Linked DNA regions of Capra hircus: region 1 is linked to region 2. A link is a contact called in public Hi-C data. All regions are on one chromosome and are shown on one strand. Each heading gives the region's core, a stretch centred on a gene start, on an enhancer-like site or on the middle of the called end of the contact. The rest is flanking DNA. Distances are from core to core; before and after follow the strand shown.

Region 1 (6,370 bases), core at 2,863-5,362, 140 kb before region 2:
TGTTTTAATAATCAGTTCTGCCAACGTTAATCTTGTAGAGGTTGGAGATGAAAATTGAGGGCAATAGTTTCCAATAACAAGATCCCACTGAAAGGGCAAACCTCAGACCTCAGTCCCGTGCTTGTCCTCCAGCAGGGAGGGGTTTTTGCAATTCCTAAGAATTAGGGAGATGGAGCTGTTTTTGTTTCTTCAAGGATGAATTAAAATGACCCCCACATCAATCATCTCTCTTTTTATGTCTCTGTCCTCTGCTGGGATTAAAACTGTGACTTTTGTTTTTCTTATGGAAAACTGAGGTTGTTGGTTCAAAGTACTTGTCTTATTTTTCTGATTTCTCCCCTTTCACTGGAGAGGACTCACTTTTCTCTTCCTCTGGGTATGACAGGCAGGTTGTGAGAGCCCAACAGTGTAATCTTCCTGTGAGTCCAAAGTGACATTTTCAAGTACTGCCCCGCTCGGCAGCCTCAGCTCAGAGGAGCCTAAGGGTCTCTTTCATTTTGCTTTCAGTCTTCCTGAAAACAAAACCAAACTCACAACTGGACCACATCAAAAGTGTGTCCATCCTCCTTTGGCTCAGCCCCCTTCTCTGACCATCTTTACAGAGTTCTCACTAAAACAACATTCCCTAGGCTCCTCCCATTGTGTGTGCCACCAACACCACTGCCTGGTGCTTCTCCGGAAGGTAAACGACTTTCTTTCCCTTCTAATTTACTCTTAAACTTTTGTTACTCAAAGAATCAGCTGTCTTCCCCTGTGTCCCAATCAACTCTCAATTTACCCTTTTGTTTAATGCCAGTTTCTTAGGGATGGGTCAGGCTGAAATCTCATTGGTCCCTTCCCTTTTAAGCTTCCCAGAAAACACTTCTGCTTGAACCAGACCTTTGGTCTAATCTCAAGTTGGTCTCTCAGGTTTACGTTTGCTTATTCTTGCCTCATCTCAGCTTTTCCTTCTCCTTAATTCGTCATGCACCTAGTTATTGCATTGTTCTAGCACTCGAAAGTCAGTTTGAAATTCTGACATAGTGACACAATATTAGCAATAAGCTAATGTCTTCAAAGTTGTATGTTCCTGGGAACTATCTGTAGCACCTTCTCTCTGACACTGAGCAGAGTGCCTCCAATTATTCTATTTCTCTGCTTGATCGTGTGTAGAATTGGCAGCCATGATGGCGAGAACCCACACCTCCCTGCAGAGGTCCTCCTGGAAACCTATCAGATATTTTCTTCTAGGAATTTGGTTTTGAGAGTTGTATCAGTAGTTTAGGGGCTACACGTCTGGGCATAAATATTGCTGATAAATATTTGGACTCTCTTTGGGTCTGCATTAGGCCATTCTCTTCTTGGAGCTCTTTGCCTGCTTATAATGAACAAACTGTTTGTTTCTCTTCTTTTGGAGCGTAGACCCATGATGGAAGAGACTGTGTTTAGTTTATTGCTGTGTTTGGTTCCTCCTGGTGCTTGGCCCAGATATTTCTTGATTGACTTTTCACTGAAGCAGTGTTTCTGATTCTATATAAGCGAACACAAAGGTGGTGAGAAGAAGATAAAGGGGAAATGGATGCCCTAAAAAGCAAGTGACTTGACAAGGTATCCCACACTGAGAGAGAAACAGGGTGAACCTCAGGCCTGAACTTGTTCTGTTCCTTGAAGAGGCCTGCCTAGATCCAGGTACTGAACTTTGTGAAAGGCCCAGATAAGCAACACAATAAAAATCATGAAACACAAATCAACATTTTTTTTTTTCTGTGGTGGCAACATTAGAGCACCCTAACAGGGAGGGCTTTTGAGTTAATTTGGATAATCTTCTCTTTAAAGGATTTAAAAGCTCTAATTCACAAAGAATGTAAAGAGTCAGGGGAAATTAGGGGCCCAGGAACCAGTCACAATGGGATTGTATGTTCTGACTTGAAAATATTGCAGTGTTTAAATTTCTTGTCTTCTGAGTCATAACTATAATGCCGGGATAAGAAATGGGACACCCAGACATTAGCATAGCTGTAATGTGATATGACTTCAAAGCTGTTATATGGTGGTTAGCTATTTTTCATCTCCAGTGAAACGGATAAGCCTTAGATGACAGGGACTTCAAGGCAATGAAAAAGAGGTAGGAGTTAAAATTCTTAGTTCAGGGGAAATCATGAAAGCTTCTAATCTACAGATATTTAGAAAGAGGGAAGGGTCCCCTTATACCGCCTTTTAGAAACTAATTGGCAAAGGCTGATCCACCACCCTAACCAAGCTTATTTGAATTCATTTGCTAAAGCCTAAGATTTAGCAGGTGATTAACCTTATTGATGATGGCGCCTTAATATGGAGGAGACATTTGAACTTAGCCACACAAATATATCTTGTTCCCACTGAAACTGTTGGTAATTAGTCAAATCCATTTCCCCTGCATTCCCTAATCAAGGTTGTTTTAAGACTCCCACGTCCTCCAAGCTGCATGTGGCCCAGACAGTAAGTAACCTGTTTGCCTGAGATGTTTTCCAGGAACCTGGAGTCAGAGGCATCTAGCTCAGCTGAACTGGCTGAAACTAGGTGGGACCCCTGACCCTCCAACTGGGCATGCGCCCTTTGGAATGTGCAGCGGCCCGTAGCCTAGTTACGCCTGCAGGAAAGATGTCGACACAGGTTTCCCCCATCACCTATTCCCGCCTCGCCACGCTTGCGCCCCCAGCCCAGCGTGCATCGGGCTTCTTTATCCCTCATCCCAGATACACACCCACCCCCTACCCCCCCCCCCCCCCCCCCCGTGCCTTAGCGGAGGAGGGTCTGAGGTTCGTTCTGCCGTCTACTTGCAGGGCTGCCATGTGGATAAAACCTGTCTTTGCTGCGAGCCTCAGCGTCTCGGCGTTTTGGTTGCTGTACGTCAGGTAAAATGGACTTGGTTCCGCAACACCACCAAAGAGCATTAAAAGCAAAGCCCAAAAAAAAAAAAAAAAAAAAGCTGGACAAAATTATGTAAACGAGGGCTTTACTTTACTTCGGGCAGATGCCGGTTCTAACTTTACTCATAATGATCTTCTATAGTTTCACCAGGAGACGCTCCCAGGCCTCCTCTGGGACCAGTTTCGTCACCTGCAGGCTGAACATCCCGGCTTTCTCTACAGATAAGGGTGGGGAGGGTCAGGGGAAACGTTTGCATAGGGCATCCCCTGAACCGTGGGAGCAGTAACTGCTGGGGAGAAGAGAAAGTCTAGGTTTTCTCTGAGATTCCCAGGGCAGAGCTGGCAGTAATGAGGTGTGACTTTGTGCACAGCCAGACTTTCCACTTGGCTGTAGCTTTGGTAGCGATTTTTCATCTGTGTTGCAGTCTTAAGGGCCGGAGACAGTGAAATGCAGCTTTAAAAGGAGAAGGAGGGGAGGGAGATATTTGTTAACTCTAGACAGTTCCTCTGGAGGTGGAGAGGCCTCCCAGCCCCTTCAGGGCGTCCTGGGACTGAGGACAGATAACAGCACAGCTGGTTTCAATGAAGGGCCCGCATGGGTGAGAGATGCCATCCAAGTACGGGAACCTGCCACCCTGAAGGATTCAAGAGGTGCAGGTGAGTATCTTCTCTTTGCAGACACTGCTTCTCCTGCTCAGCTCCATGGAGTGTCAGGTAGACGTGGCAGGTGAAAACCAGAAAGTTCCAGTACTTTGCACAAGGTCACACAGCAAGCAGGTGAACATATCTGGACTAAAGTCTGACTCAAGAATTTTTCCGAGACCCAACAGGTCCTTCTATGAAGAATGTTTATCTTTGTTTTCCCCCTTTCCCCAAGTTTTTAGACAGTCTCCTAGGAGGAGAAACCTTTGGGCGCTACTGTTCCCCTGACACATACATCTGTGACCCACAGACCATTCTGGGGGCTGCCTGGAGCCGCAGGAGCAGCAGCCGCCACTGTCATTGCCCCAGGCGCTGACTCCATCTCAGCCATGGAAAGCCCCTCCCCAGACAGGCTCTGGTTTTCCACTGGCTGCTCCTGCTGCTAAAATAAAACCAGGCTGATCCCTCTACCCCCCAGGGCTAACAGCTGGGGCTGCCTGCAGCCTTCGTCAGAGGTGTGAAGAGCCCATTTCTTATGTGCCGTTCTGCTCCTCTGGCTGCCACGTCTCTGCCCTCCAAGTGAACTGCTCTCGTTACCCTGTGCCTCTGCCAAGATCCTCCTCGCAGGCTGGCTGTCTCCCGTTACCCTCCTGTTGAACTCAGAGTTGCCTTCCTCTCATGTAAAGAGAGAAGTCCATGAGCACAGAATTTGCACAGGCCTGTGCTAAGCGTGGACGCGGGACCACTATGAATAACTCTGGCCACCCCCTCCACCCTGAGTTCCTATCAACCCAACAGACACAGTCAAATGCCTTTCTTGTATCTTCCTACCACTGCACAAATCAGCACAATAGAAAGAGCTAACAACAAATACATTTAGAATTGATATTTATAGGAGCAGGCTTGGTCTGGGTTTTCAGTCCTGCTGCAGAGAACAAAACTGAACCACAATATGTGAGTTTATAGCACTCGGCAGACACTGTCAGAAAACAATACTGAAGAATACAGCAGCATAATCCATCCATTTCTACAGGGCCCCCCTCTCCATTTCCATGGACATATTTCCCAGACAAGCTACCGAACAGGTTAAGTGTCCTCTAGTTTATTCACTTCAGGCCACAGGGGTGCTTGAACAAACTTTGTTGTTCACATCCTGCCCCCATCTTTTTTGGATACAAAATCCTTTAGTGCATTAAAAATAAAAGAACTAGGTCAACTCAGCAAAGTTAAACGGGTTTGAAATTTGTTTTAGATGTTAGATTGATAGAACCATTTACTAGGTGGCCTTCATATGGCCTATGTGTTGAATTCAGTCGCTCAGTCATGTCCAACTCTTTGCAACCCCATGGACTACAGCATGTCAGGTTCCTTTGTGCATGGGATTTTGCAGGCAAGAAAACTGGAGTGGGTTTCCATGCCCTCCTCTAAGGGATCTTCCAGACCCAGGGATTGAACCCATGTCTCTTATGTCTCCTGCTTTGGCAGGTGGTTCTTTACCACTAGCGCCGCCTGGGAAGCCGCATGTGGCCTATGGAAGCCAATAATTTTTAAGAAATAAAGAATAACAGAAGACCAATTACAAATTTGGGAGCATTTTAGGAAAAACGGTCACAATGCTTCATTGAAAGCATCTCTGTTCTTAAAATTAGGGAAAGTTTGCTATTTAAACTTCAAAAATGTGTTTTGAACATTATTTTAGAGAAATAATATATTTTTAAAAGGGTGGCTGATCCATTTCTCTAATGAAAGATTGGGAAAGCAGAGGTGAGAAAGTAACTTTGATTTCACAGGCAGACATACCTTTGAACATGTGTTTGCATGTACAAGTTATGATAGCATCTAGCCCAGGTAACAGGGGAGTTTGGTCAAAACGGGACTTTCTAGGGGCAGAGCAGCCGCCAGCGTGAGAGTGAGGGTGGGGACTGCTGAGCTTTTCAACACTGTCCTGGGGAGAGAATGTGAATCCGAGAGACAACCCCAAGCTGGCTGAGCTCTCTGCAACTGGAGAGGAGGAGGGAGATGCGCTCACCCTGAGGCTGGCCTCCAGAGAACCTCGGGGGGGAAGTCTGGAGCCCTGATCTGCATGCAGCCGCAGGGGAGGGCCATGGTTGGTGGCACAGCAGCCTGAGAGCTGTGACCCTGAGGAGGACACTTATGTCTTCCCCGAGGGTGATGTGGGCACGGGATGGAGCTATTTGGACTGGAGGTACTTTTGCCTTTGCTAAATCTGTTCCAGGAGCCCAAGTCTTTCGTGCGAGGCCCGTTGGCCTGATGCTGATGTTACCAGTCTCCTAGTGCTGTCGGGCATTCCTCTTGTTTCTCCTGATGGTGGAAGAATTTCCCATTTCCCCTTCCACCTTGGAGCTGATCTGTGGAGAGACAGGGCCTTCCCAAGAAGGTAGAGCCTGAGTCATGGGGTCAACACACAACGGTGGGATGGAGACGCAGGGAACAGGGAAGCACCCACGCCTTGGTCCCAGAGACAGTTACCTGCCCAGGGTGTGTGACAACCTGGAGCCCAACTTGGAGTCTTCCTAATGCTTCCAGGAACCTGAGGGAAGCGCACAGCATTCCTGCAATGGAGGTGACCAGCTGGTGCTGCAGAACATCTATCCCAGTTGGGCAGGGCCTTGGAGCCACCCCTCTACCAGACTTCAGGGAATCACATCATCCCAGGACCTCGGAGAAGGAGGCTGTTGTCTGGGGATATCTAGAGCAGCGGATGTTACAGAGGTGCACAGCCTGGAGTTTCTGGGCAGGAAATCTGGGCTGCTGGCCTCTCTGGGCAGGGAAGCAGGTGGAGGGCAGAGTGTGGCATGGTTCTGCCATGGCTGGCGAGT
Region 2 (6,253 bases), core at 1,502-4,001:
CCTTTTCTTTTTATTGGCGAGGTTGTATATGGATGTACCACAATGTATTTATCTAGTGCTTTATTGGTGGACATTTGGGATGTGTGTTAGAGTATGGTACAGCATCTGGGAGAAAAAGGCCCCAGAATATAGTGGTTTAAAAAAGTAGAAATCTGTTCCTCTGGTATGGAACAACTCAGAAGTACATGGTAGTTGGTAGAGAGCTCTCCAGTCCTTTATTACAGGGCATCCATGTCTGACTGCATAGCGGTTGCTCCTGCTTCCTTGAGCTGTTTCCCAGGCAGCAGGAAGAGGGTAAGATAGTACATGCTGCTCCTTTTATGTATCACCCAGAAGCTCTGGCTTCTCTCCATTTTCCAAAACTTCATCAAGTGACCATTCTCACCTACGAGGGTGGTTGGGAAATTAGCTGTGTACCTGGCTAACTTGGGAGTTTCACTGTTAAGGAGAAAATGGAGAGAAAGGATATTGATGGATAAGTCTGTCACCCACAGAATATTTCCTGCCTTGTCATGGAAATAATGTAATGAGTATCCTTGAATATGTTTTTGGGTACATGTATAAATATATTTGGGGCTTCCCAGGCGGCTCTAGTGGGAAAGAACTTGCCTGCCAATTCAGGAGACATAGAGGTGTGGGCTTAATCCCTGGGTCAAGAAGATCCCCTGGAGGAGGGCATGGCAACCCACTCCAGTATTCTCGCCTGGAGAATCCCATGAACAGAGGAGCCTCGCGGGCTACTATGAGACCATGGGGTCTCATAGAGTCGGACATGACTGAAATGACTTAGCCTCACATGCATGCATAAATAGATTTGTAGGATAAATTCTTGAAAGTGGAATTGCTGAGTCAAAGAATACGTACATCTGTTATTTCAATGTTGCTGTATTATGTCTAATAAGGGATGTCAGGGGATCAACTGAAGAGGCCTCCTTGGGCATATCCACCTGGGTATCATCATGATGTGTTAGAGCTACCAGCACCCATTCCCAAGAAGCTCGGCTCCTAGATCAACCTAAATTAAGAGAAAAGCTCTTTGACCAGCATAATCTTAGATTTCATTTGCTGTATGATGCACCCATGCTGTGGGCATCAAGCAAGCAAGGGTCCAAACCCAAATCAGAGACAGCAAGGCTTTGATAAGGATTTTAATCATCCCAACAATATAGTAACTAACTTATAGTCCCCTTAAATTTTCCCAGTGCTGTCTGGTTTTTATTACCAGGGAACAAAACTGTTAGCATGAGACGTTTCAAATACTGTTTAAGGGACTTTTATCTTTTGAAAATCCAAAATATGTTCTATTAATACCACTCATAAGTTTGGCTTTGTGCGCTACAAACCCATCTGGGGAAGTAATATATACAGATGGGCCTGCAGAGATTGATTTTCCTATCATAAGGGTGAGTTTTATCATAGAGAAGTGGTAAAGAAATCCAGAAAGAGGAAGAGAAAACCATTGCACTGACCTCTGGCCACTGAAGCCATCTGCCACCAGGAGCCTGTGCAGGGACCAGCAGGGAGAGGGTTTCAGGACAGTGGATTTACTGGAGACCTCACTATAATTAACCTCAGGTCTTAAAACAACTTTTTAAATTGAAATATAGTTGATTTATAATGCTGTGTTGGTTCCATGTATACAGCAAAGTGATTGTTATGCACGTATATGAACATTGGGGTGCATGTATGTATCTTTCTGAATTAAGAGTTTTTGTCTACTCGGGATATATGCCCAGGAGTGGGATTGCTGGATGATATGGTAGCTCTGTTTCTAGTTTTTTAAGATTTTAGTCCGCAACATTTTGGCACCAGGGACCGGTTTCATGGAAGACCATTTTTCCACAGACCAGGGGCGGGGGGATGGTTTCGGGATGATTCAAGAACATTGTATTTATTGTGCACTTTATTTCTGTTGTTATTGCATCGGCTCCACCTTAGATCACCGTGTGTTAGATCCCAGAGGCTGGGGACCCCTGTTTTAAGAAACCTCCATACTGTTCTCCATAGTGGCTGCACCAGTTTACATTCCCACCAACAGTGTAGGAGGGTTCCCTTTTCTCCACACCCTCTCCAGCATTTCTTATTTGTAGACTTTTTGATGGTAGCTATTCTGACTGGTGTGAGGTGGTCCCTTGTTGTAGTTTTATTTGCCTTTCTCTAATAATTAGCAATGTTGAGCATATCAGGTCTTGGTATGGTAAAGTTATTCCTCAACAATCTGCTTCTGACAATTTATATTTCTTTAATTTGATAGGATGTCAGTGCCTCTTTAAAAAATCAAAACAGTAAACTTTTAAAACTGCCATTAAGAAATATACCTTGTGTAATTTTTCTAGTGTAAGTGGTAGATTATAATGCTCCATGCATTTTCTTTCTTAAACTCTTATTGCATGTACTGCAAGATGGCTAGCCAGGGATGGAAATTTAAGTTGTAATCATGTTCTCAGATATCCCGAGAGTTGTAGACAGATTTGCAGTGTGTCAACAACCTTATAACACCGTGTGTGTTGGGGAAGTGGTTGTACTTCATTTATATATAAGGAAACTAAGTTTAAAGAGCTTGGATTTTGCTTGGTATCTCTTGACTGGGCCTAGGATGCCAGTCTTCTGACTCCAAATGTGCTCTTTGCCTTATGCCATTCCAAAGTTTACTCTTTGTGGGAGGACAGATTCAGGACTTTATTCTCACCACCTTGAGCTAGCCAACCTGCTTGACTTTAGCAGGGGAAGTAGGGGGAAAAGAATGTGACTTGTTATTTTTCTTCATGTCAGAAAACAATAACCAAGGTCATATTATATACTTGTTTTCATGGTCCAGAGAAATTCTGGTAAGAGCATTTTTTCCCAGATGTTTTGATTTGAATCAGTGTTGGGAACTGGTCAGTTTCCAATTTTGAAACTCCTTTCAACCCAAGCATGCCATCTGGTGGCGGTGGGTAGAGTTCACTTCTTTTACTCTACTCTGTATCCTTGCTTGAAAGTAGGAAAGTTCCTGAGTTGAAAGTACATGATCAGAGACTCTGCTGTAATGGTATTTTTTGAGTTCTCATTTTTCCAGGATGAAAACTGGAGGAGAATGGATACATGAATATGTGTGACTGAGTCCTTTTGCTGTCTACCTGAAACAACATTGTTAATCGGCTATACTCCAGTACAAACTAAAAAAAAAAAAAAAAAAAAAAAAAAAAGGCGTGTCTCAAAAAAAAAAGCAAACCAGCTTGTTTAAAAATGCAGAAGCATCGCTTTTTTGTTTATTGCCCCCCAACTCACGTCTAACATTGTGTTTTTTAAGTTGTGGGTCATGACCCATTAGTGGATTATGAAATCACTTTAGTGGTCGAAGCACCAAAGATTCACACATCTGAGTTTATGGCTCAAAGATTCATATGTTTACTGAGTTTTTCAACTGTGGATCACAACTTGTTTATGGATTATGAAATGGAGTTAGTGGGTTGCAACCATCATTTGAAAAATAGAAAATAAAAAGAAAGTATAAGAGCGGTTCTCAAAGAGTCGGGTTAAGCAAAACTTTTATTTTGGTCTGTATTTACATTTACCTTTACATGTGTGTGTGGACTGGGTCATACTTTAATAATGTATTTCTTTGGGTTGAAGCCAAGCATTTAAAGTCCACTCATTTCCTTCTCCAGGTATTGTAGTGGCTCAGTGGTAAAGAATCTGCCTGCCAATGCAGGAGACGTGGGTTCGATCCCTGGGTGGGGAAGATCCTCTGGAATAGGAAATGGCAACTCACTCTAATATTCTTGTCTGGGAAATCTGCAGCCCACCAGCCTGCAACCCACCAGGCTCCTCTGTCACAGAGTCGGACAGGACTGAGCGATTTCACTTACAGACTAAACAACAACAAATTGTTGTAATAGCCCCATCTACTGGTACTTAACAATATTGCCACTGAGGGTTTTAGATGATTTTTATGCTCCTGAACAGGCTTTTCCTCTGTGATTTGTTGAGTATATATGTCTATATATATATTTTTCCTGAATAATAATATTTATCATTAACACGTCTAGATTCTTTCTGATCAATACCAGCTGCAGGATGTATTGGAAAAATCTGATCATTTGATGGCTACAACAAAAGATCTATTTGTTGATTTTCCTCGCAGGCGCACAGGTAAAGTATTCACATCAAACAAAAGTTTCTTTATCTTATTAACCACAGCTCACACCGGCTATTTGAAAGAATATCATGTTACAGTAAATGTGAGTTGCTATTATTAAAGATTTTCATATGATGATTCACTTATGGCAGTGTAGAGTGCATGTGAAGTCAGTTTAAACGAAACAAAATCATCATGGCTCATTTTCCTTCTGCAGGATTTCCGAATGTAACAATGGCTCCGGAGTCCTCTCAAAGTCCCATTGTGGTCAGTCAGGACCCTGTCACCCAGGCCATCCGTAGCGAATCTGTTATAGAGCCTCAGGTAATGTGCTTTGCTCACAGCCATAATGCTCATGCTAAAATTAAGTTGATGTAGATTGGTATTGTGGTAAACATTTCAAAAGCTTTAATATTGAAATACTGAGATGTGGTTGCTTTCTAGAAATATTCTTACTCAAGCATGTTGCCCTTTCGGTGAGTGATGCTTATACTAAACGAAATAGGACTGGAGAATAGTAGCTAACCTGTATTGAATGATTACCTTGGAGGTAGTTACTATTATTATCCCCATTTAGCAGATGAAACGGAGAAGGCAATGGCACCCCACTCTAGTACTCTTGCCTGGAGAATCCCAGGGACAGAGGAGCCTGGTGGGCTGCTGTCTGTGGGGTCGCACAGAGTTGGACACAACTGAAGTGACTTAGCAGCAGCAGTAGCAGCAGATGAAAAACAGACTCAGAAAAATTGAGTGACTTGTCCAAGCTGACATAGCTAGTTAGCATGAGAGATGGCACTCAAATCTAGGCTGTCTGGCGCCATAAGATTATAGTCCATGGGGTCACAAAGAGTTGGACACGACTGAATGACTTAGCATGTCTATGTGCATGGGCTTCCCAGGTGGCTCAGTGGTAAAGAATCCGCCTGCCAGTGCAGGAGTCACGGGTTCAATCCCTGGATTAGAAAGATCCCCTGAAGGAGGAAATGGCAACCCAATGCGGTATTCTTGCCTGGAAAGTCTCACGGATGGAGGAGCCTGGCAGTCTACAGTCCCATAGGGTCACAGAGAGTTGGATATGACTGAGTGACTGAGCAAGCATGCACAGGACTCAATACCTGTTTAATGCAACTTTCGAAGTTATTTATATCTTCTATGAAAAAAAAGAGAATCATCAGTTAGACGGATGATCCTAGGGAATTACAAAGTCCAGAATCATATAAATGTACTGTTTGCTACTTGCAATTAAGTAGAATGTTGTATATACTTTTAATGGCTAAAGCCCATTAGCCATATCCCTAGCCAAAAGCCAGGGATATGTATGTATGTTTTGGCAGTTATTACAAAGGTAGCTTTCAGACGATCATGTGATGAAGGTGGGGAAGTAGCAAGAGTCAGGGTTAGAGAGAAAGGAAGGAGCTGGGTCATGAAGGACTAGTGAACCTGCGAGCAAGAGTAGAGCCGCTACAGGATTTTAAGAAGAGCACTGTTACGGTGAAATTGACGGTCGTGTGGAAAATGGATTGGGGAGGGAGGGGCAAGACTGGTGAGAGGGTCTTGTTAAAAGACTCAGATTGGAATCTTGGTGAGAAGTGGTGAGGACTGACCCAAAGCATGGCAGTAGGGAAGGAGGTAAAGGGGAAGAGGGATAGATTTGAGAGCTCTAAAAGGGGTAGAACTGACAAGACTGGGTGACTGATTGGATGTGGTGGGTAAAGAAGAAGGATAATTTCCAGTCTGCTGGCTTGAGAATCTGAGTAGATGGTTATGCTGTTCATGGTCTTGATAATATGGCGGGAACAAGGTGTCTGGAAGAATGATAAGGGAGGCTTGTTGCTGCTGCTGCTAAGTTGCTTCAGTTGTGTCTGACTCTGTGCAACCCCATAGATGCCCACCAGGCTCCCTATCCCCGGATTCTCCAGGCAAGGACACTGGAGTGGGTTGCCATTTCCTTCTCCAATGCATGAAAGTGAAAGTGAAGTCGCTCAGTTGTGTCTGACTCTTAGCAACCCCATGGACTACAGCCTACCAGGCTCCTCCATCCATGGGATTTTCCAGGCAAGAGTACTGGAGTGGGTTGCCATTGCCTTCTCCTAAGGGAGGCTTAGGAAAATGATAAATTTTGGACATGCTGGG

What was found. Hi-C and Micro-C count contacts between places; a contact is called where the count stands out from the background.
Region 1: a contact with region 2 is called in a Hi-C map of blood, with 2.6 times the contacts expected there. The contact joins two enhancer-like sites. A contact is called at or near these places in 2 of 5 Hi-C or Micro-C datasets (both in blood).

Annotation. Positions count from the first base shown.
Region 1 is chr1:58,094,938-58,101,307 of ARS1.2, reverse strand. It overlaps SIDT1 (SID1 transmembrane family member 1), which reads right to left. Exons shown (of 25, transcript XM_018038422.1): 25 at 2,962-6,370. Among named protein-coding and RNA genes, the nearest start is that of USF3, 64 kb to the left of the region's middle. Within about 2 kb of position 4,112, at least 2 of the 5 cell types and tissues checked have an H3K27ac peak or open chromatin away from gene starts, as enhancers often do.
Region 2 is chr1:57,948,874-57,955,126 of ARS1.2, reverse strand. SPICE1 (spindle and centriole-associated protein 1) reads left to right here. Exons shown (of 18, transcript XM_005674931.2): 5 at 4,032-4,134; 6 at 4,338-4,444. Among named protein-coding and RNA genes, the nearest start is that of SPICE1, 23 kb to the left of the region's middle. Within about 2 kb of position 2,751, at least 1 of the 5 cell types and tissues checked has an H3K27ac peak or open chromatin away from gene starts, as enhancers often do.